Regions from separate parts of the Mus musculus genome. Here all the other regions are linked to region 1. Evidence: chromatin contacts called from public Hi-C and promoter capture Hi-C data. All regions are on one chromosome and are shown on one strand. The core of a region is the stretch at or near the end of the contact, and the rest is flanking DNA. Distances in the headings are between cores, read along the strand shown.

Region 1 (4,078 bases), core at 1,449-3,948:
GAGTCCCAACACATAGAGACACACAAGACACACACAGAAACCGCTTTCAGGCAACCACCATAGAATCACAGTACTACAGAAATGACAAACACAAGCAAGACCAATACAGGGTATCTTACACGCAATTTCCAGAGAAGCTCACTGTCACTACGACCAACTCAAATGGACCTCTCTCCATGGGAAGGCCCCAGAACCTGAGACCGGCCTAAAACCAAACCAAGATAATCAGTCAACTCCTTGGGACCAAAACGAGACCTGAAACCAGACAAACCAAAAACAAAACAGAATCAGAAGGTGGTCCAATGGAGGACACACAAATGAACAAGACAGACAGACACACAGACATACAGACAGACAGGCAGGGAGGGATTCTACTTTACCTCCAATGTACAGTGTCTGTGTCTCATGACAAAAACTACAAACAAAAACAAGATAGCAACAGAGAAAAAAGACACCAGTATATCTAAGCACACTCGTCCGAGTCTGGACTTATACAACCAGCCAAACGCTATTTCCTGACGGGGTCGGATTCCACCTCGACTCCCTTCCTGACGAGGTGGGATTCCACGTACACTCCCGCTCTGGCAGAGAGAACACTCTCTTTCCTTCACTCTGCCAGGCAACAGCCAGGTCCTCCTGACTGTTCTGTACTCTGGGCACTCCCTCCAGGGTCTCCCTTGGAACGTCTTCCAGGGGTGCAGCCTGTGGGGCCAGACTGTCGTCCTCCCACAGCCACTAGGGTCCTTACGGTCCACAGTGGCAGCTGCCAGAATACAGAATACCAGAACTGGTAACACAGGTGGGACTCAAACCCTCAATCTCAGACCTGAAAAACCAAGACACAAATTCAGCGGTGCCACACTTAGACAACAGACAACATACAAGACTCACACAAGCAAACGTAACTCCAAGGGGTCCTTTGGGGTTCTTGGGTGTCACACAGATCTCGGTAGGACCTCCGAAATGTTAAAACCTAGTGGGGAAACACCCACTCAACTCCCGATTGATTCAGTGTGCACCCAAAAATCACGAAGGACCATCTCTTGATGTAATTACATGAGGATGTTTAATGACGGAGCTCCGGACCGACATGCATCCCACAAAGGAGATAACGGATGTCGGCCACGAGGCTCGAAAGCTAGGGGTTTTTATGGGGTAAGGGGCTTAGGGGTGTGGAATTCAGCATAGTGACACACTATTGGCTTATTTAAACATTAACAGAAAGATTACATGTTAGCAAAAGGGCATCAGGACTTTGTTCCTGTGGGCTAGGGGCTTATCTTGTTCACATAGCAACCAGTTGATGTATGACTTTACCCGGCATCAAGGGGCAGTGGACAGAGGGGAGGTTCCAGCCAGGTGGTGTTGACCCAGACAAGATAGCCCTGCTTGTACAATCAAGCTGTTCTTAGGAATGTCTTAACAACAGCCCTGTCTGTTCTGCTTTGTTCTCAGCCCCAGGCCACGGGCTCATAGACAACTCTTTTACATGAATCACAAGATACAAAATCTCATTTTCTTTTATCACCATCTCCCACTCCAGCGCGGTATGGTGAGGCGGGAGGGATGCCTCGGCACATCCCTTTCCCTGAGTTATCAGCCACAGGACAGGTATAATGTAGAACAGTTTATTTGGGGGCATGGGAAGGGAGTTGAGAAGGGAGTAGAGGCAGTCAAAGAGAGAAAAGAGAAGAGGAGAGGAGAGGCTGGCCAGGAACCCGTGGAGAGGAGGAAGGAGGGAGGAGTTGGGGAGAGAGGGAGAAAGGGGTCAGGGAGAGAAGAAAGTCTGAGAGAGAGAAGGGGAGAAGGGGCAGAGAGAGCGAAGACATGGAGGGGGGTATGGGAGTAGGGGTCGGGTTGGGAGGGAACAGACCCTTTTATAGCAAGCCAGGCCTTGTTGCTAGGTAACCGTTGGGCGGAGCATAGAAGGACTGCTAACACTATGGGTGACAATGGTCTTCTCCCGGGCATCTGTACCTTTGAAATGTAGTCAAGGTAGAATCTGAGTACACGCAGATGCCACGTGTGTCGTGGACAGCCCCACTGTCCAGAAACTGGTTCATCCTGAACACCCACACCTCCCTAATGCCAAGTCCAAATTGCTAGTCCGCACAACTGCAGGCAAATCAAAACTGGGGTGACTCTATATACCAACCAAGTGCTCTCCCGCAGAGCAATGCCACAGGCCCTCACGCTGCTCCAGACCGTCCCGTCGCTCCCTGCGCATCCGCAGGAATAAAAATGTTGTTAAGTAAAATTAAACAAGGGTCTATGACGTGGATCAATGAGACAAGTCGTGCACCAAATAACAGTTCCTTTGTTCACGATAGGTCTCGAACCACATCTAGTCTGGATGTAAAATACCGGGAGCACCTCCAACCGGTAATACTAGTACCCTCAACCAGGGAGAAGTAGCCTCAAAATTTAATTACGTGAGCCGCGTTACCCCGAGGACCCACCGAAGCCATTGATGTCGTTGACAATGCAAAATTTAAAATACGTCTAAAGGCCCTTGGTGTCTAGGTCAAGTTGGCCGCGGACCATCCGCCATCAGCTGTCAGGCAGCGCGAAGCGACACTCGGGTTCAGGATCCTAAGGAGCACGGCCGCGAACCAGACACCCAAAGAGAGGTCCGAGCCGATGCGGCGGCCAGCTGCGCACGCGCGCCCCCGAGGGCGTGGTGCACTATGATCCGCCTGCTGCGCGTGCGCGCGCCCAGGGGGCGGCGCGAGGTCAGGGCCGGGGGATGTTACTGCGGCTGGTGGGGGCGGCGGGCAGTCGAGCCCTGGCCTGGCCTTTCTCCAAGCTGTGGCGATGTGGCGGATGCGCAGGGAGCGGCGGGACGGTCTGGAGCAGCGTGAGGGCCTGTGGCATTGCTCTGCAGGTGAGCAGGGCAGCGCTGGGGCCACGGGTTCCGGGCGGCGTGGCGGGGGCCGCGCTGGGCGTCGCGGTGACGTCATCGGCCTGCGGCTGGGCCGGGCGCAGCGTCTTCCCGATTTCTGCCTCCGACTCCACTAGTGTCTACCTACGGCTGATCGGAACACTTGAGCGGGTGCGATCTAGCCATTATCCAGTTAGCTATTGCAGGGCCCCACTTAAAAGGTAGTAGCCTTTATTCATTAAGGAGGCGTAGGTCTCCATACTAAGCAGAGAAAGATGGCCACCATGGAATTCCCGCCACTGATGCTTCATTTTTTAGATAGTTTAGCCTTACTAGATATTTTATCACCCCTCACAGGTACATCTGCCAGTAGTAAGGAGGCTCACCACGGCGAAAGGGAATATCCATGCAGATTATCCATCTTCAAATAAATGCGTGTTACCATCACAGGGGCCATACAGCCGTTCTTCCTCAATTCAGTTTTGGTCTTGTTCCCTCTTAATATGACAGTAGTGTGGTGTAACGGTCCATGAGCAAATGTCCATTTACCCCAGCTAGGGCACTCACGATAGGTCAAAATGATTCCATTCCTCTAGCTTTGTGAACCAGTGAGCTTATTGGAATTAAATATGGCCGCACCGGGGAAGGTTACTTAACAGGAGTGACTCAAAAGCAGTTTCATCGATGAAAGGCTCACATACAGGTCACAACGCAAGGCGAACCTACAGTCAGTACCACTGAAGAGGCTCCCTCCCCTCAGCAGTTCTTTCCTGCCTGTAGAACTTTGGGTCTGGGGGCCCGTGGATTTTTTTTTAAGCTTCTGAGCATAAGGTTTATGGGGCTTCTTGAGGCTTAAGAGCTTCCCTCTCTGTAGGGGGGAATCTCTGGGTTTGGAGGAGGTAGCTGCACAGTGGGTCGGGAAAATGCCCTCAGGTTTGTTTCTAGTGCTGTGCATTGCACAGTCATTTCAGGTCATGTCGCACATCCTGTTCCGGTGGGTGACCCGTTGAAGATCAGTCATATAGTGATTGTTATAGACAGTTCTGAGTTGCTGTGGGCCAGTGTCTTTGTGAAAGAAGTACATTGGATGGACTTTGACTTGGTTGGGTGGCTTTTCGTGGCGAGACATCAGAGTGCCCACTCACCCTAGACAGAGCACTGGTAACAGACCAAAGAAAGGTGTTGTGTGACACTGCT
Region 2 (4,206 bases), core at 206-2,705, 1.1 Mb before region 1:
AGCTTGAGCAGTTGGTGTTAATTTTCTTCCAGAGGTGGGAGGCCAGCGTGGCCTAATCCTGGCTTGCAGATGGCTGCTTTCTCACTGTCTCCTCAGATGGTGGTGGTGGTGGTGTATGAAAAGAGATATACATATATACATGCACACATACATAGGAGAGAGGGGGGAGAGAGAGGGAGAACCTTCTGTCTGACCTGATTGGCAGCCACCTTTAATCCCAGCACTAGCATGATCTCTCAAATAGCTCTCCTTGGTATCTATTGAAGGACACCAATCTATGAGATCCAGACCCCACCTTTATACCCTCACGGAGAGGCTCTGCTTTGAAATCCATACCAGCTTGGTGCTAGGACTTCACATGTAAGTAACTTGGAGGGTGGGCGGCATAGTTCAGTCGCATTATGGAGTCAAAAGTATTCGACTTGTCATGACTGGCGCCTTCCTAGGCGTCCTCGGTGTTTGTAGCATGTGTCTGAACTTCATCCCTTTCTGTGGCCCAATTAATGCAGGACTGTAAGACCAGAACTCCCCCCCCCCCTTATATCAGTTTATGGGCATCCGGGTGGTTTCACTTTGAGGAAGACAGGCAGCCCCTAACCAGTAAGACCAAGATCAGATTCAAAATTTGCAAGGGGTCAGTACCTAATGATCTCCGTACCTTTTATCAGGTCATGGGGGGGGGGGGGGGTTGGACTTCGGGCTCCAGCAGCTGAGCCCCATCTGGGTAGTAGGAGGGGACTGAAAAATGACCCAATCAGTTTAAGTCCTCCCCAGGGAGGTTACACTGGGTCACGGTAATTTAACGATGCCAGAGATGTTTAGCGTCACAGAAACAGGTAAGAGGATCTAAATCCTTCAACTCCAAAATCTTTTTTTTTTTTTTGAGGGTACCAGGGCCTCGCACATACTTGGCAGGTGCTGTCTCAACCTCAGAGCTACACTCCAGCCCCCAAAACACTTTTGGTCAAGTATTGATTTTTTTTTTTCCGAGACAGGGTTTCTGTGTAGCCCTGGATGTCCTGGAACTCACTCTGTACACCAAGCTGGCCTCGAATTCTGAAATCCGCCTGCCTCAGCCTCCCAAGTGCTGGGATTAAATACAGCCCGGCAAAATATTGATATTTAATAAGGCAGAAAGTTCGTGCCCTGAAGAAACGAATGCTAAGTTTTCAGACCCTGGAAGTGTCCACTCGCACTCACCAAGAGCCTCAAAGGGCTTTCCCTTTCCGGCACGCATCCCGCCTGCTCCTCATCTGATCTCATCCCAAGCAACTACCACGAAGAGCCACCGACTGCGCACGCGCCGCCAGGAGGCCCGCTAGAGGGCGGGGTCGACCTCGGTGAGCCTGCGCAGTAGCAGAGCCTTGGGAGCGCGCGCCGCGGAGGCGAGGCCGGCGGAGGCCGGAAGGAAGTGCGGAAGAGGGCGGGGCTAGCGAGGGAAGCCCGCCGGTTCGCAAGACGGCCGTCGCGGCCTGATGACGTTGCACAATGGCCGGCCCCCGCGGGTAGTGGAGCCCGTTTGTTCCGCCCGCGTCGTGCCCAAAGCCGGAGCCAGTGAGGAGCGAAAAGGCTGAGGAACGTCTCGTCCACGCTGCCCCCACCACAGCGGAGCCGTGGCCGCCTCCCGTCTTCGCGTTGAGGTAAGCTGGGCCGGCGGGCGGCGGGGAGAAGGCCGCCCCAGCGGCGGCGGGAGCGAGGCCCCGGAGCCCGGCGCCGCCTCCCGAGCTCTCGGGCGCGCCCCCGGCTGTGCGCAGCCGCGGGCCGAAGCGCGGGCCGGGACAGCGGGCAGGCGCGAGCCCGCTGCGGCCTGGGACGTCCGGGCGGGTGCCGTGGCGCGCCGCGGTCTGCCGTGGTGAAGTTGCTTTTCCTGAAGCTGTCATTTTCCCTTCCGGGCCACTCGGCGTGGCACATGTTCGCCGCCCACAAAGGGGAGCGGATCGCGCAGGTTGGCTCGGGAGGAGGCCCGCTTGGACTCTCGACGGGCTCTGCAGGGAACTTTGAACTCTCTGGAGCCTCCTGCAACTTGCTCTCGCAACTTCAAGCGAGCACAGGTTGGACGGACCCACTGTGCTCCAAGAGTCCCGGGTCGCTTAGGAAGTGTGACCTCCTCGCCTCTTGGACTGTGAGCTTAGAGATGCCATTTCTTTAGTGTAAAGTAGCCAGGCGATTGTAGTGCTAGAAGGAAATTAAACTAAGACCTATAGTCTCGCCCCTACTAGATACTTAGTTTCCCGTATACTTTTGACAGCTGAGTTTACCGGGCACAATAGCTGTTTCAAATGAGCTTTTTCTTGGCACTTATTAACAAGAGTAATCTTCAGACCCATTTGAGGGTAGTAGAAGAAGGCATTTGTTTCTTCTTCATCACATTACCTATCCCAAGGCAGAGGTTGAGATTCTCTGTCCCTAGGCTAGTTCCCATTTCCCAGCCCCCTGAGAGGAGAATGCGAATGATCTGAACACGTTTGAAGCCAGCCAGTTCTGGAACCAATCAATATGTCCCCAAAGCTGAAACTCCTCTCTAGTCGTAGATGGGGAATGCTCAAACATTTTAAGAGCACTTCGGATTTACTTCCTGAACACTCAGCAGGTAAGTTTGCTTTGCTCATCTCCAAAGAGATAGCTTGTCATCTGCAGACCATCCCAAGGAGACCATCTCCTTACCGAAGAGTTTTTGCAGAGCTTAAGTCACTTTGCGGGTGGTGTTTTCAACATCCTGACATTCTTGCTCTATACATGGATGGAGCTATGAATAAGTTTTTTTAACCAGGCATAACAGAACTTAGACATCAACATAGGCTCTGCTCTGCTAAACTTCATCTCCCACAGCTGAGTATGGTGGCCCACACCTTAATCCCAGAACTTGGGGGGAAGCAGAAGCGAGGGGGTCTCTTAGTTCCAGCTAGCTTGGTCTACATAGTGAGTTCCAGGACAGCCAAAGCTACAAAGTGAGACCTTGGTTCAAAGGAAAAGTCGTTTTCCAGAAGTTGTATTTGTGTGTTATCGAGCCTCCTTAACAAAACCTACTTGGAACACGTTTCTCAGTAGTAGGCCAGTCAGTGGTGACCAAGTCTTTAATCTCAGAACGCAAGAGGCAGAGGCAGAGGCAGGTATATCTCTATTGGTTCGAGGCTAGTCAGGGCTACGATGAGAAACCCTGCCCCCCTCCCCAAGTCATACCCCATGTTTGCCCAAGAGTTGTTTTAACCTGAATTGGTAAATTCACCAGGCCAGGCTATTAAGTAGCTTGTAGCAGTTGCTGAAAATGACCCAGCTGTGAGGAGACCACGACATAACTGTTCTGTCAGTAGTAGAGTGGTTGGAGTCAGTTTGGCCTTCCTGAGCTGCTGCTGACACAAGAGCAGAACGCTGCTCTGGAGTTCTGTTACAATGTTTTACAAACAGGCAACTTTATTAGATCTCTTTCTAGTATGCAACAGGTGGTTCCTGGATTCATGGGGTTTTGTCGTTTAGTCAAGCATTTTCCAGTATGTCAAATGCAGCTGGGGACAGAGATATTGAAAGACTGTCATTCCACCCCTGAACAGGTTCACCATTGTGGATAGGAGGACTAAAGGTTAGTTCTAAACTTTGTGAGAGTCCTGCACTACTGGGTTAGTGGGTAAGAAGATTGTAAACATTGTAGCTGGGCTGGAGGATCCCCGGATTCACAGCTTATATGTAGCACATGAGTTCCCTGCAGCCAGCAGAGGGTAGCACACAGAATTAGTCTTTTTTTTTTGTTTTGTTTTTGTTTTTGTTTTTGTTTTTGAAGACAGGGTTTTTCTGTATAGCCCTGGCTGTCCTGGAACTCACTTTGTAGACCAGGCTGGCCTCGAACTCAGAAATCCGCTGCCTCTGCCTCCCGAGTGCTGGGATTAAAGGCGTGTGCCACCACCACCGAGCGGCAGAATTAGTCTTAACAGAGAATACTGATACCTAGAGAGACAGTGGACCTTTTTGGAGCATGGCTGGAGATCAGTCCCTCTACTGATTTCCCAGTATGGGCTTTTGGAAACAAGATCCCAACTTATAACAGCCTTCAAACAAACTATTGGAGTTTGTGTGCTGCAGTTAGATGGACAGAGTAATGCACAGTGCAAGAAACAAGATTCCTAACTTAGAGAGGAATTCTGGGGTTTGAACTACCAGAAAGGAAGAGAGAAATTTTATATGTTTGAGCTTGTTTATAACTTGTCATTGGTT
Region 3 (4,130 bases), core at 221-2,720, 1.0 Mb before region 1:
GGTGGTGCACGCCTTTAATCCCAGCACTTGGGAGGCAGAGGTAGGTGGATTTCTGAGTTCGAGGCCAGCCTGGTTTACAAAGTGAGTTCCAGGACAGCCAGGGCTACACAGAGAAACCCTGTCTCGAAAAACCAAAAAAAAAAAAAAAGGAAGTAAGCTGGTATGTGCTCTCCAAGTGCAATCTAAGGTTTTAACTCTTAAAACAATGGCCTAGGGCCAGAGGCATGGCTCAGTGGTAAGTGCTTGACTAGTCTTGTGTGGGGCATTGATTCTATCCTCCATACAAGGAAAAAAAACTACATTCACTATAAGTACAACTTTCTACCTCCTCTGTAAGGAGACCCAACCACCCAACCAAAAGAAAAATCACACTCTAATAGCGTCTGTTATAGAACTGCTGTTGGTGACTCACTAAATTGAATCAAAAATGTCTCCCCCACCCCCAAGAGCAGGGTCCTAGATAGCACCCCCTGGTGGCAGCAGAGGTGATGATGGGGCCTGATCCAAGAACTCCCACCAGCTGGGGCTATATGAGGGGTGCTGGCCTGAGGCCCGACATCCAAAGTGTCCCGAGGCACTGGGCAACTTCCTAGTAGGTCTTTCTCTGAGAAGTTGCCCACCTGAGTGGGGGTAGCTCTGACCATCAGGCTGGCTCTGAAGATTAAGGGTTCTCTTCTCAGGTGCTCAGACCTAAAGCCCCTGAACCTAGCCGTAAAGGTGGACAACTGAGCCTGTTGTGTGGAGGTCGGCTCTTCCTTGGTCACTGCACCAGGAGAGCAAGGAGGCTTCTGGGAAGAGCGAAGACCACCAGAGGTTGTTTGCTCTATCAATGAGCTCACCACCCACGAGGCAGGATGCTCTGGGGGAGTCCTGCCTTTTCTCACCAGCCACCATCTGCGGGTAGGACAAGTTTCCTGGCCTTGTGGTTAGTGAGACCTTCTTTAGGTGGGTGTATACAGCGCCTGGGACATACTTTAAGTTTGGACCCTTCCAGACCTGCACAGAGAGGACTTCAGGACTTCAGCTGAGCAGTCCGCAGGGAGAGCTCCGGGGAGATCTGGGGCTCAGGAAACTTTGCCAAGTGGGGAGCCCAAGGCATGCCCGAATCTTCTGAAGCAGAGAAGTTAGTTGCCCTGGGCACATCCCTCTTAGAGCCCCAGTCTTAAGCCAGAAGGGGAACCTCCTCCTCTGTTGAAATGGAAAACTCTAGCCCCTTCCCCTCTCACCTGGGGCAGGTGTGACCCAGCTCCCAAGGACTTCCCAGCTGCCTCCAGCCCCGAAGCGCTGCGAGCTGGGGGCGGAGATCCGGCCAACCCCTACCTCTCAGTGTCTCCAGTTTCCCGTAGTTGGGGACCCTGTGACTGGAGTGCGTTTTCACCAGGAAGGAGCGCGGCATGGTCCCCTCCCGAGAGCAGGCAGAGTCTAGCCAGAGCCTGCAGCGGGATTACCGACTGCAGAGTCTGGCGGCGCCGGCGGGCCGCGCGGCCGGCAGGTGCGAGAAGGGTCAGGCTCATTAGCATAGCGCACCACCTCAGCCAACCAGCGCGGAGCACGGCGGGGCGGGGCCGCGAAGCCACGCCCAGGACAGGTGCGCGGGCGGGGAACCCGCCGCGTGGTCGGCGGTGTCTGCCCCACGGGACTCCGCTGGCCCGCGTCATGGTCACGCACCGACCCCGCGGGGGCTCGCCATCGACCTGCCCTGGATGAAAGAGCAGAGTTCAGGGTTAGGTGACAGGTGCCAGCCAACTTGGCCGAGCAGAGTCCCTAACCTCTCCAGCATCCTTTATAATCCATGCCCAGGAGAGTCGGAACAGCCCTGTCTGGTTGTCTAGGCTCTCCGTGTGGATGTTTACGACGTTAGAGTCTGGTGGGACAGTCTCTGGGGTAGGTGGACAGAGCACCAACTGGGTGTGTCTGTCTGTGGCTGAGTAGCAGGGCTGTGTGGCCAGAACTGAACTTTACCCTATAACCCCACATTCCTTGGCATCTGTGGGCTGAGGTGGGAAGGGAAGGTGAGTCGGCAGCGTAGGAGACAGTGGGGGAAGGGGCCTGAGTCACCCTGGCGTTCACATTCACGGTTGCAGGGCACGGTAGCTGGTGTCATTCCGTTTCTGGGAGAAAAGCAAGGTTCTGAGAGTTCTGTGGTCGACAGAACTGGTAACATTAGCCCACACTCCTGGCTGGTCAGATGTGGCTGCAAGTACTCTTTTGTTATGGTGTAATTGTGTGGAAATAGGGCATCTGTGGGAAGGCTATCTGAGGACACATTCCTGCTGGCTGCCCATTCCCCTGTACCTTGGATTTGTAAGTAGCCTTTTTTGTAACCTCTCCCCTTCCAGGCATAGATAAAAAGCCTATGGTTCCTAAACCGGCTTGCACTTGCATATCCTTCCTGTCCACCCACACAATGCGTAGCCTTGGGCTGACTCTCCCAGCTCATCTCCTAACCTCCTTAAAGAGGGATGATCTGGCCTGCTTGAGGGGAACTGCCAGTTTCATGAAAGGTGCTGGGCCCACCTTTGAGGCGGGGCCCCAATAGGCTTCTGACATTCATAAGCCATTACCGTGAAGGAAATTGGAGATCCCCACTTCTCTGAGCCCCCTCACCTTGCTGCTGTGCAAGTTCATTCTTCAGCTATGACTCACAGTTACAGGCCAGCAGGCTTCATGCAGCCCCAGGGAAGAGGTAGTAGCTGTCTCCAGCACTGGGGTTTAAAATTCTTAAGCCCACGGCTGTGGGAAGCCTTCCCAGCGGGAGAGAGGCTTGCCTCAGCCAACACAAGCCTCTTCAGGGCTTTTCCTAAAAAGGCTGAGACAAGCTGTCTGTTGCCTACGCACGCTGTGTTGCTCCTTCAGCAGAAGTACAGGTTTGGGAACCACGCAGGGCCCCACGCAGATCTCAGCCACCCCCAGAAGCACATGGAGCGGGCCACAGGAAAACCAGCAGCCCTGACAATAGTGAGGTACACTCACCCAACAACTCCACCTGCTTCCTCACAGGGGGCTCCCACCGACCGGCCCACAGGAGGAGATGCAGTCTGTTTATGCCTTGGTCCCTGGTATATTGCCAGAGCTAATAGATAGTGTCACTCATGGGTCGGACTGTGTCTATTCAATGTATTCAACTGTGTGATTTAATTCAGATGCTAAATCTTTACAGATGTTGCAGATTCAAGAGAGCTTAACCCACTGATTAATGTCCTAGCAAAGAGGGCAATGGGACTTTGGTGTGCACAGGGGTGGTGGGAGAGTTGGGATAGAGGCTTAAGGCCTGAGTGGTTAGCAACGAGGGAGCCCTTGTCCCCTTCCCTTGCTGATACACCTCCATGTTGGACTTCTGGCCTCCAAATACGTTTCTGGTGTTCTCTCAGAGGAACACTCTGTGGTATGCCATTCCAGAGGACCGCGATAACTTGCACTGATGACATCCTGAAAGCATTGGGTCAGCAGACTGGGTCTGCCCTCCAGAAGTCCAGCAGACTGCCCATCACAGCCTCCGTGGGGGACACAGCTGTCATGGCCCCGCTCTCAGGGCCACAACCTTCCTTCCCTGTGGTTTCCCGGGGTGTCTGGAGTTCAGAACTGTGCATTGATTAAGGGAGGTGTGATCTGCAGATAGCCTCACCAGTCCATCTTCCTCCTGCTCTTCCCGGAGGAAAAGCTCAGAATGAGGGTGGAGGCGGGCTCAGCCTCCCCACTCCCTTGGCCTGACACTGAGTGCAAGGATTGCTGCAGAGGGTCTTTGATCTACAGAAGGCGTTCCGCTCGCTATCAAGAGATTTCAGTTGGAAATAGCCTTTGTAGAGGGAGTCCTTGAACAGCGCCAGGTCTGGACACCATTGTGTGCGGGTGAAGCCTTTTTCTCCGGTGTTTTCAGTGCTCAGAAGGGGGCAGAGAGCGCTGACATCTCACAGAGCAGGAACCAACACGAGGACAGACTGTGTTACTGCCCGTCACCGAGGCCTGGCCCACCCTGGCGTTTCATATACAGGGAGACTTTCTCAACCTCCTCCTGACATCAGATCTTTAGCTGAGGGTCTGGGGTCCCTGCAGGCACCTTGGTTTCCAGGTGGGCTGAGTAGAAAGGCTCCACCCTGTCCTCCCCCACCCCATACAAGCTTGAAACAGGC
Region 4 (4,080 bases), core at 1,462-3,961, 1.0 Mb before region 1:
CTTCTTCAAGGTGATACATTCGCAGTGTACCCACTACCATCAAGAGCTGATCGGTGTGTGTGTCTACAAAATTCCCTTTCTCAGATCCAGGTGGCCATTTATCTCCTTTGACATTCAAGAACACGGGTCCCTCTTTCCAGTGGGACCAGCCCCCCTGCCCAGTGGGTGCCGACTCCTCACAGGGTTCACTTCCTCAAACGGTGAGTGTGACCTCATGCCAATAGGGTGTTAATCCCACAGCCACCCATAGGCCTACTTGAGGTCTCTAGTTTCTGCATCTGTGGGTGGAGGCAGCCTCACCCCTACACCCTCCTCAGGCCCAGGTCTCAGGCTTTGGCTGTTTGGGATCCCTGGCAGCAACAGCTCTTGGCAGCTGGAGGGACTGATGCTCTATGACAATCTTGCTAGGGTGCTGACTCCTGCCTTCTTCAGTACGAAGACCCTGGAGCAGCCTCAGGAAAAGCTTCCATGCTGTTCTGGACATCCCCAGACTCCAGGTCCCTCTCCCACTCTTTAAATAGTATTGGTGTTTTGCTATGCTGGGCTTGAAGCTCGGCTACATATTAACCTTCCTGTTTTGCTGGTCAGCTTTAAGGGTGCACTCTGCAGGAGGGAAGGGTACTTTGTCACACATTCACTCGGCCTGCTACCCATAGTCCTTAGGGACTCATGTCCTCACTGTGAGCTTCTGCTACACTGACCACCATGAGTGGGAGGGGTCATTCTTTACCCAACAGGGAGACCCAAGGACTGATTCTCAAGCCCCTGGCTTGCTGAAGTGATACACTGTAACAGAGGGTTCAATCCCAGGGAAGCCCACTATCTGAGGTTGATGTCTCAGCAGGTGGCATCTGAGTCAAGACTGAAAAGGAGGCATCAGCTGTGACCCCAGCCAATTGTACAAAAAGCCCCCCCCCCCCGCCCCCCTCCCCGTGCACATTCAGGAAACTCAGAGACAGAGAAGGAGCAACCTAGCAAGGAAGGCAGGAAGAGCCCAGGAGACAAGCAGGGGGGTCAGGAACGGGCTTTCGTCTTGAGATGGAGCCAGGTAATGGGGCCAGAACAGATGGAATTTTCTGTGATTTAGAAAAAAACAAAATAGGGGGCTGGAGAGATGGCTCAGGGATTAGTAGCGAGGGTTGCTCTCCAAGGGACCTGAGTGGGGTTCTCAGCACCCGCATCAGGCAGTTCAGAGCCACCCGTATGTAACACCAGCTCCATGGGTTCCAATACCCTCTTCTAGCCTTTGTCTGCAAGCGCCCCCGCACTTACACACATGGCCAGACACACACACAATCTGAAAAAAATCAAATGTTAAAAAAACAAAAGGAAACAAAGTACATCCCTGTTGATTGGACCTAGACAGTTCAGAACCTTCCCAGGACAGTTGTGCTTTCCCGTAAAAAGAAAAGTTAGCGGAAGTCACACTCGGTGGAGAAAGTAAGTGGCCACAGCCTGTGACTCCTCAGCACAGGAGACTTGTGTCAGCCTGAACACCCTGAACAATTAGCTGAGGCAGTACATAGAGACCTTAGCACACACGAGGACAGGAGACACTGCATGGACAGCGCTCGCCAGGTCTTCCCACCCTTAGGTGTGTCTGGCACCCCCACTTCCTGGAGGTAACTTTTGAAACCGTCCATAGTGGTCACAGGACAAACCACTACTGGCAGGAGGCTGGGAAGGGTAAGAAGGGAGACTGCAGGTGGGGGAGGGGCGCCATTTTCAAAAGGTTGGGGTTGCAAGGCCTTCCACGGGAGCTTCCAGCGTGGGCTGGGGGAGATTTCTCTATCACCTCTTCGATGCGCTATTCCCGGGTGAGTGGAGGGGGGTCTGGGCCATCCTCCCTGCCCTGGCAGGTCTTTTCTGGCTCCCTTCGGCTTTGAGGCATGTCTGCAGTTTCTAGTCTCAGGCCTGCTGCTCATGGTCTGGTCTATTAGGTTCCTTTCCTGGTACAGTGAAGCCCAGGGGTCCCACTGCCCCTTGGCAAACCTCCCAGACAAGCTGAACTGTTCAAGCCACGGCCAGTGTCAACCTGACTAAAGACTAGTGTCCTGCATCTTAACTCGGCAGGCCATCAGGGCTAAGATCACTCTGAGGGGTGTCCAGACTCTTGTGAAATAGTTTCTGCGCACACTTCGCTTGTGGGATGGAGCCGATTGCTCCTCTAGGATGAGCTTAGCTCCTATCCCAGGCCCCTCGGGGAGAAGCCGGAGCCCGAGTGACCTCAAGGCCAGAGTCCCAACTCCTGGCCAAGTGGGCTGTGCGCAGAAGAGGGTCTTCCGGGGGTTTTCCTAACCAGGCGGGAAACCACCGAGTGAATGTCTCTTCCCCAGCTGTAAGCAACTTCCTCCTCTGAGGTCCCAGCGCGGACCCAACAGGGTGCAGGGCGGGGTCGCCTCTAGAACAGGCGGCCGAGCACGGCCTGCAGCGGCCACCGCCCGTCCTGTGCCCGGAGGCCCCGGTAGGTCTCTCCGAGGATCCGCGCTTTGAGGTCCGCAGAACCAGCCCGAGCCCTGCTTCCCCCGCGGTGCCCCACGGGTCCTGAGCAACCCCTCCACCCGCAGCCCACCTCACTCACTCAGGCCAGACGCCAGCGCCTGTTCGTTGGCCCACATGGCCCACTCGATCTGCCCCATGACGAGGACCCTGCGCACACGCAGCAGCCCGGTCCAACTCTGCAGCCCACTTCGCAAGTCCTCACTGATCGGCCCGCCCCCTGCTCAGGCCCCGCCCTGTCGGGCTGTGCCCCAGAGGCCTCCTCTGCACCTTCCCTTTGAGCCTTGGTGGGTGGGACAGTCTCCCCATCGACCTCTCTCTCCAGCTGGAAAGTACCAGGGCCACTTGTGACTGCTTGTGACTTGTGACCGTACCCCCCCAGGGCCAGAGGCGTAAGTCACTTCATCCACCTGCTCCTCTAGTTATCAGATAAAGGCTGCTCCCTAAAAGGAGATGAGGTTACTTCCGACCCACTGTGAGCTGGGGCAGGTGTGTGTCCTGGGTCACGTGACTACGGGGTGGGGGTAGGGGACCATAGTGTGCAAGGCTGGGAAAACCCAGAAAGCAGGGGACAGAACACCGGAACACCGTTGTTCTGTTGTCTCTTTCCTCTGGCCTAGACCAGCTCCAGCAGCTGTTGCATGTATGCTGGGGTATGACTTAGGGTGGTCACAAGGTGGCAGGAGACTCTCACGGGGCTGGCTTGTGGGCAGTGGGAAGTGTTCCTGGCAGGACCCACTTCAGCCCCCACCTCTCCACTACATAGGGAAACAAGACTGAACTCAATGGCGGGTAGGACCCAGCAGATCAGTAGACCAGAGACCCTAAAGCGCTGGTTTAGGAAGAAAGAAGAAAGCACAGCCCACACGGGCAGGCAGGAACAGCACACTTTATTCCTGTGGTCCTCAGGTCCACTGACTGCACCCTCATGAGGCACCCACACACACAATGGACCCTACCTGTGGGCTCGACAGCCCCTACCCTCACCAGGAGGCTTTATAAAGAAACTGTGGCCTGAGTCTCAGCAGAGAGGCACCGCTGTCTGAGCCATCACGCTTAGATGGTTACTGAGGCCCTCAGAGCATCTTGGGGGAGGGGGGAGGCACCGACTCCCCATCCCTGATGAGCAGCTGTCTGGAGTGCTGGAAGGTCCATCGAGTGGGTCAGCTAGCCCTTCAGAAACCAGCGGGGAACCGGAGGCACTTGAGAGGGGTTCCCGTGATCGCCTAGATGGCTGCCCATCACACTCGACATCCCCCAGTATAATCGATCATCAAGCAGCCCTTCAGGAGAGGCTGACCAGCAGGCCAGCTCCCGAGTTCCAGTGGGCAACCCCTTTCTCCAAATGGCACTGGACGTGGAAGAGGTCAAAGGTCCCGTTGTGGCAGTCCATCCTGGCCTAGCAGATGATCATGAGTGTCGTCTAGGACTTGAGGTCCTGGTCCGACCTGGGGGGAGAAAAATCAGTGTCCAGTCATGGGGTGCGGCAGTAGCCGCTGCTCCGGAGACTTTACAGGTCAGAGACTCTAAGGCAGGATTAGATTGGGGGGGGTGGTGAGACACGGGTGGGTCCCTTCGTGG
Region 5 (4,038 bases), core at 621-3,120, 1.5 Mb before region 1:
AGCCCCTAGTATCTGCTTGTCTCTACCTCTCCAGCACTGCAGATTACAAGACCAGCCTTGGTGAATTTCAGTCACCCCTGGAACTGTGTAGGTCCAGGCTGAGGAGGGGGTGAACACCCAGCAGAATGGCCTGTGATGGTACAAGCCCTCTCTTTCCTTTGCATGCAGGGCTGTGCTATAATTGGTCCAGAACCTGTCACACCCATCCCTGGCTGTGTAACTAATTATCAGTTTCCTTTTGGAGTCAGCTGGTGGACACTGACCCCTCCCTGTTCTGACCTCTCATTTTGCAACGTTAGATCAAAAGAAAAAAAAAAAAGATCCTCGTGCAGGGCCTGGTGACACACACCTTTAATCCCAGCACTTTCAAGGCAGAGGCAGGTGGATCTCTGAGTTCAAGGCCAGCTTGGTCTACAGAGTCCCAGGACAGCCAGGACTACACAGAAACACCATCTGGGGTAGGGTGGGGTGTGGAAGGCTTCTCTCAGGTGACCTTGTGTTTGGGATGAGCAGGTAAGAGGTGTGTGAGTGTGTGTGTGTGTGTGTGTGTGTGTGTGTGTGTGTGTGTGTGTGTATGGCAGGGGGGAGGGGAGAAGGTAGCAGTATTGATAGGAGTGTCCACAGCTGCCTTAGGAGGACAGCTGAAGAGTCCCAGAGTGTCCAGGTTGGGACACTGGTGACATTAGGCCTTATGAAGATGGAAGGTAAGAGGCTGCCAGCCTCGGTCACCAGATGAGTTCCAGAGAGCTGCCAAACCTTAAGGGTGAAATTTCAGACACTGTAGGCATGGCACCTACAGCTGACACACTCCTGTCGTGAGCTGAAGATCCCTAACCCTAGGCACATTCCTGCACAGTAACACTAGCAAGTGCTGTCTGCGGCTGCTCACTGCTGGTCAGAGCCAAGGGCTACAGCAGATGCCAAGTGCCGGGGTTAAAGCTCAGAGCCACGAGCCTCCAACCTGAGAGCCGTGAGCCCGAAAACCCAGGGTGGTGGGCAGCCAGTTCTTGGACCTTGGAGCCTTGAGCCTCTCCCGCTGCTAGTCTAGTCTCTGGGCTTTGGGCACTCAGCAACCAGGCTGTCAGGGTTGCAAGAGCTGCTTGCCCACCCACCCTCCAGGCCTGGCAGCTTCTCGGGCAGTCCTGGGGTTTGTGTGAGGCTGGGCACCCTGGGATGAACAGAGGAGCCTGTGTGCACCGGGCTTCCCACTGCCTTCCCACCGGATGCTGCAGACAGCATCCATCTTGCCTGCCCTGTGGATGTGGAAACCGAGGTTTAAGGAGGCAGGCCATTTACTCAAGCTCTCAAAGGTCACCTTTCGTCTACAGGAAGGCCTCCGGGCCTGGCCCTTCCAAATGCTAAAACCCAAAATCTGCAGTTTGGGCAGTTCAAATGTCCAGAAGCATCTTGGGCCCAGCTGGAGGCTTGGAGCATGCCCTAGTTATTTGCAATACCTCTTAGTCCCTTTAGCCCCCGAGTTACACAGAGTTAAATGACTCACTTGGGATCACCAGATACCAGAGATATTGTACAAATCAGAACGGAAGCCAACCATGTTGCCTCTTAAAGCCACCCTAAGACTGCACCACCATTAAATCTCACCTGGGACAGTATGAGAATCTACTTACGGGCACAGTTGCTGTGTTCCTCTGCACAGGAATGCTGGAAACGCCAGCGCTGTGGCCCTGTGGCACAGAGAAGTCCCACATGCCTGAGGATGGCTAAGGGCTTGCGGGGGTCTCTCCTGAGCATCTTGGCTCTGAGCAGCACGGGGTAGTGGCCCACTGTATGCCCTTGCTTTGGTCAGGGCCACCTCAGAGTTAGGTGCATCTCTGTCCTTTTGAGGAACTCATTAAAACCTCTGAACCTAGTGGTTAAATTTCAACTCTTGCCTGTCCCAGCTCAGGAGTGGGTGATTGGGGACCCAGTGGCCTTGGCTGGGAACAGGCCACTCTGGTCACTGCTTTGGCCTGGTAAACAGCTGGGCAAGCCTGCCAGAGTGCTAAACTTGACATGGGTCCCCCAAGAGCAGCAGGAAAGGATGTGAAGGATGGGTGAGGGCAAAGTCCCTGTCCCCTGTAGTATTGACCCTGTGTTGGGGACATGTAGGGCAGGCACAGAGCTGTCACACAAGACAGGAGAGGACAGGTTCAAGAGCATAAGGAGGGGTGGAGGCACAGTGCCTTGGCTGAGTGGGGCTGTGACCGGGTGTCCCGATTGCTGAGGGAAGCTGGAGGTTCCTGGGGCCCATCTCCGCAGCCTTGATTCCAATGTATTCCCCTGAGACAGGATGCCCTGGGTCCTGCCCAGAGGTTTGCCATGGATGTCAACAGTGTTCTTCTCATGCATGAAGGGTCCACGTAGGGACAACTTCTATTTGGTGGCTCTGGCTATGACACTTGGAATTTTGGGTCAGCCCCAGGGAGCCTCTTTCTGACTGGAGGAGCAGTCTGTCCATCCTCCAATGCTTTTTTCCAAAGGAGCCCACAGGGATGGGTGGCGTGTGTGTAAGATCTTCCACCACTGCTGTTGCTTTAAAATTGGAGTCTGGCCGGGCAGTGGTGGCACACACTTTTAATTCCAGCACTTGGGAGGGAGAGGCAGGCAGATTTCTGAGTTCGAGGCCAGCCTGGTCTACAGGGTGAGTTCTAGGAGAGCCAGGGCTACACAATGAAACCTTTTCTCAAATTTTATATATATATATATATATATATATATATATATATATACACACACACACACACACATATACATACACACATATGTATATATACATATATAGTGCAAAAATTGAAAACAATACAAAAATATGAAGCACAATTCCTTTCCTCTTCTCCTCTCTCTCTCTCTCTCTCTCTCTCTCCCTCTCTCTCTCTCTCTCTCTCTCTCTCTCTCTCTCTCTCTCTCTCCCCTTCCCTCTTTCCCTCTCTGGTGCCCACAGCTCATTCACCCTTCATCCTAGTCATCTGTACTTTGTGGATATAAGGCCTGGCATCCGTGACATCAGACTCACATCATGGAACTCGCTCTGTAGACCAGGCTGGCCTCGAACTCACAGAGCTCTCCTGCCGCTGCCTCCCAGGTGCCAGGATTAAAGGCGAGTGCCACCCTGCCTTGCAGCCTTTATTATTATTATTTTTACATTCAGTTATATAATCAATAAATTGATTTTCCAAAAGGAATAAACATCTAAAGTACATCTTATTTCTTTGTGCACATGCATGCAGACACATGTTGAGGGCAGAGGACAACTTGTGGGAATCACTTCTGTCTGCCAGCGTGTGTCCCAGAGCCACCAGGCAATCATCTTCACCAGGTGGGTCATCTTGCAGGCACAGATAAACTCCTTTTATTTCCTTAAGCTACCTTCTTGTTTCCTGGTTCCCTGACAGCCCCTGACACTGTGTCTGTTCTGCCCATGGAGGAACCCGCATCCCAGAGTGGTGACCTGTGTCGGGAGTGTCCCCTAGCTGGCAAGTGACCGGGTCCCAAGCGTTTTTGAACCCATCCCACAAAAACAATATGGAGATGGAACTGGGAAGAAAGTGCAGCTAAATGTGGGGGCCAGCAGGAGGTATTCAGGTACACGCAGTCACCCTGCTCTTCACGTTCTGGGACACACACAAGGAGCACAGTGGATGCCTGGGCAACACAGTCAGTCACCCAAACTCTCAATCAGCACAGTGGGGGAAACAAGCTGCCATGGGCGTTTGTGCCATGGCTGTCATTGCTGCCTAAGGAAATATGTCGAAGGGGGGGCGGGGCTGGGGGGGGGGGGAGAGAAGCAACCATGGCTGACAGGGTTACAAGCGTGCACTTCGTTTCCGGATAGGCTCCATGGTCCATGCTCATCTCTGTTCCTTGCAGTGCTGTTTGTGCTGACATGTGGTGTGGTACCCTCACTTCCAAGATGGCTCCTTCCTGCTGCCTGGAAGGTGCTCGCGGGAGGTTCTCTCTGTAGGGCAGCTTGGTGCCAAGTGGGTTAAGGGCAAGGGTCCTGGGGCTCAGGAATTGGACGCTACTAATTTCTAAAGACCC

Evidence for each region. Promoter capture Hi-C pulls out the DNA fragments that hold promoters and counts their contacts. Hi-C and Micro-C count contacts between places; a contact is called where the count stands out from the background. Capture Hi-C pulls out chosen DNA fragments and counts their contacts.
Region 2: a contact with region 1 is called in a Hi-C map of CD8 T cells, with 4 times the contacts expected there. The contact joins the promoter of Zc3h18 here to the promoter of Afg3l1 in region 1. A contact is called at or near these places in 4 of 39 promoter capture datasets (the C10 cell line, cranial neural crest, liver and 1 more), 2 of 484 Hi-C or Micro-C datasets (CD4 T cells and CD8 T cells) and 2 of 9 other capture datasets (adipose tissue and liver).
Region 3: a promoter capture Hi-C map of embryonic stem cells shows a contact between it and region 1, with 2.6 times the contacts expected there. The contact joins the promoter of Snai3 here to the promoter of Afg3l1 in region 1. A contact is called at or near these places in 2 of 39 promoter capture datasets (embryonic stem cells and pre-B cells), 2 of 115 datasets of contacts at active chromatin or transcription factors (embryonic stem cells and large pre-B cells) and 1 of 9 other capture datasets (embryonic stem cells).
Region 4: a promoter capture Hi-C map of liver shows a contact between it and region 1, with 3 times the contacts expected there. The contact joins the promoter of Cyba here to the promoter of Afg3l1 in region 1. A contact is called at or near these places in 2 of 39 promoter capture datasets (liver and pre-B cells) and 2 of 115 datasets of contacts at active chromatin or transcription factors (embryonic stem cells and stem cell-derived neural progenitor cells).
Region 5: a contact with region 1 is called in a promoter capture Hi-C map of liver, with 2.4 times the contacts expected there. The contact joins the promoter of Car5a here to the promoter of Afg3l1 in region 1. A contact is called at or near these places in 2 of 39 promoter capture datasets (embryonic stem cells and pre-B cells) and 1 of 9 other capture datasets (liver).

What each region holds. Positions count from the first base shown.
Region 1 is chr8:123,475,164-123,479,241 of GRCm38.p6, forward strand. Afg3l1 (AFG3-like AAA ATPase 1) reads left to right here and starts at 2,699. Exons shown (of 17, transcript NM_054070.3): 1 at 2,699-2,884. The coding sequence starts at 2,747. It overlaps Gm39275 (a long non-coding RNA gene), which reads right to left and starts at 212. Exons shown (of 2, transcript XR_879317.2): 1 at 120-212.
Region 2 is chr8:122,375,161-122,379,366 of GRCm38.p6, forward strand. Zc3h18 (zinc finger CCCH-type containing 18) reads left to right here and starts at 1,456. Exons shown (of 18, transcript NM_001029994.1): 1 at 1,456-1,640. Gm39270 (adenomatous polyposis coli protein 2-like) reads right to left here and starts at 1,924. Exons shown (of 2, transcript XM_030243895.1): 1 at 1,201-1,924. The coding sequence starts at 1,911. The coding sequence ends at 1,273.
Region 3 is chr8:122,459,219-122,463,348 of GRCm38.p6, forward strand. Snai3 (snail family zinc finger 3) reads right to left here and starts at 1,471. Exons shown (of 3, transcript NM_013914.3): 1 at 1,321-1,471. The coding sequence starts at 1,396.
Region 4 is chr8:122,430,229-122,434,308 of GRCm38.p6, forward strand. It overlaps Cyba (cytochrome b-245, alpha polypeptide), which reads right to left and starts at 2,712. Exons shown (of 6, transcript NM_007806.3): 1 at 2,582-2,712. The coding sequence starts at 2,639. It overlaps Mvd (mevalonate (diphospho) decarboxylase), which reads right to left. Exons shown (of 10, transcript NM_138656.2): 10 at 3,368-3,947. The coding sequence ends at 3,867.
Region 5 is chr8:121,943,042-121,947,079 of GRCm38.p6, forward strand. Car5a (carbonic anhydrase 5a, mitochondrial) reads right to left here and starts at 1,871. Exons shown (of 7, transcript NM_007608.2): 1 at 1,629-1,871. The coding sequence starts at 1,752.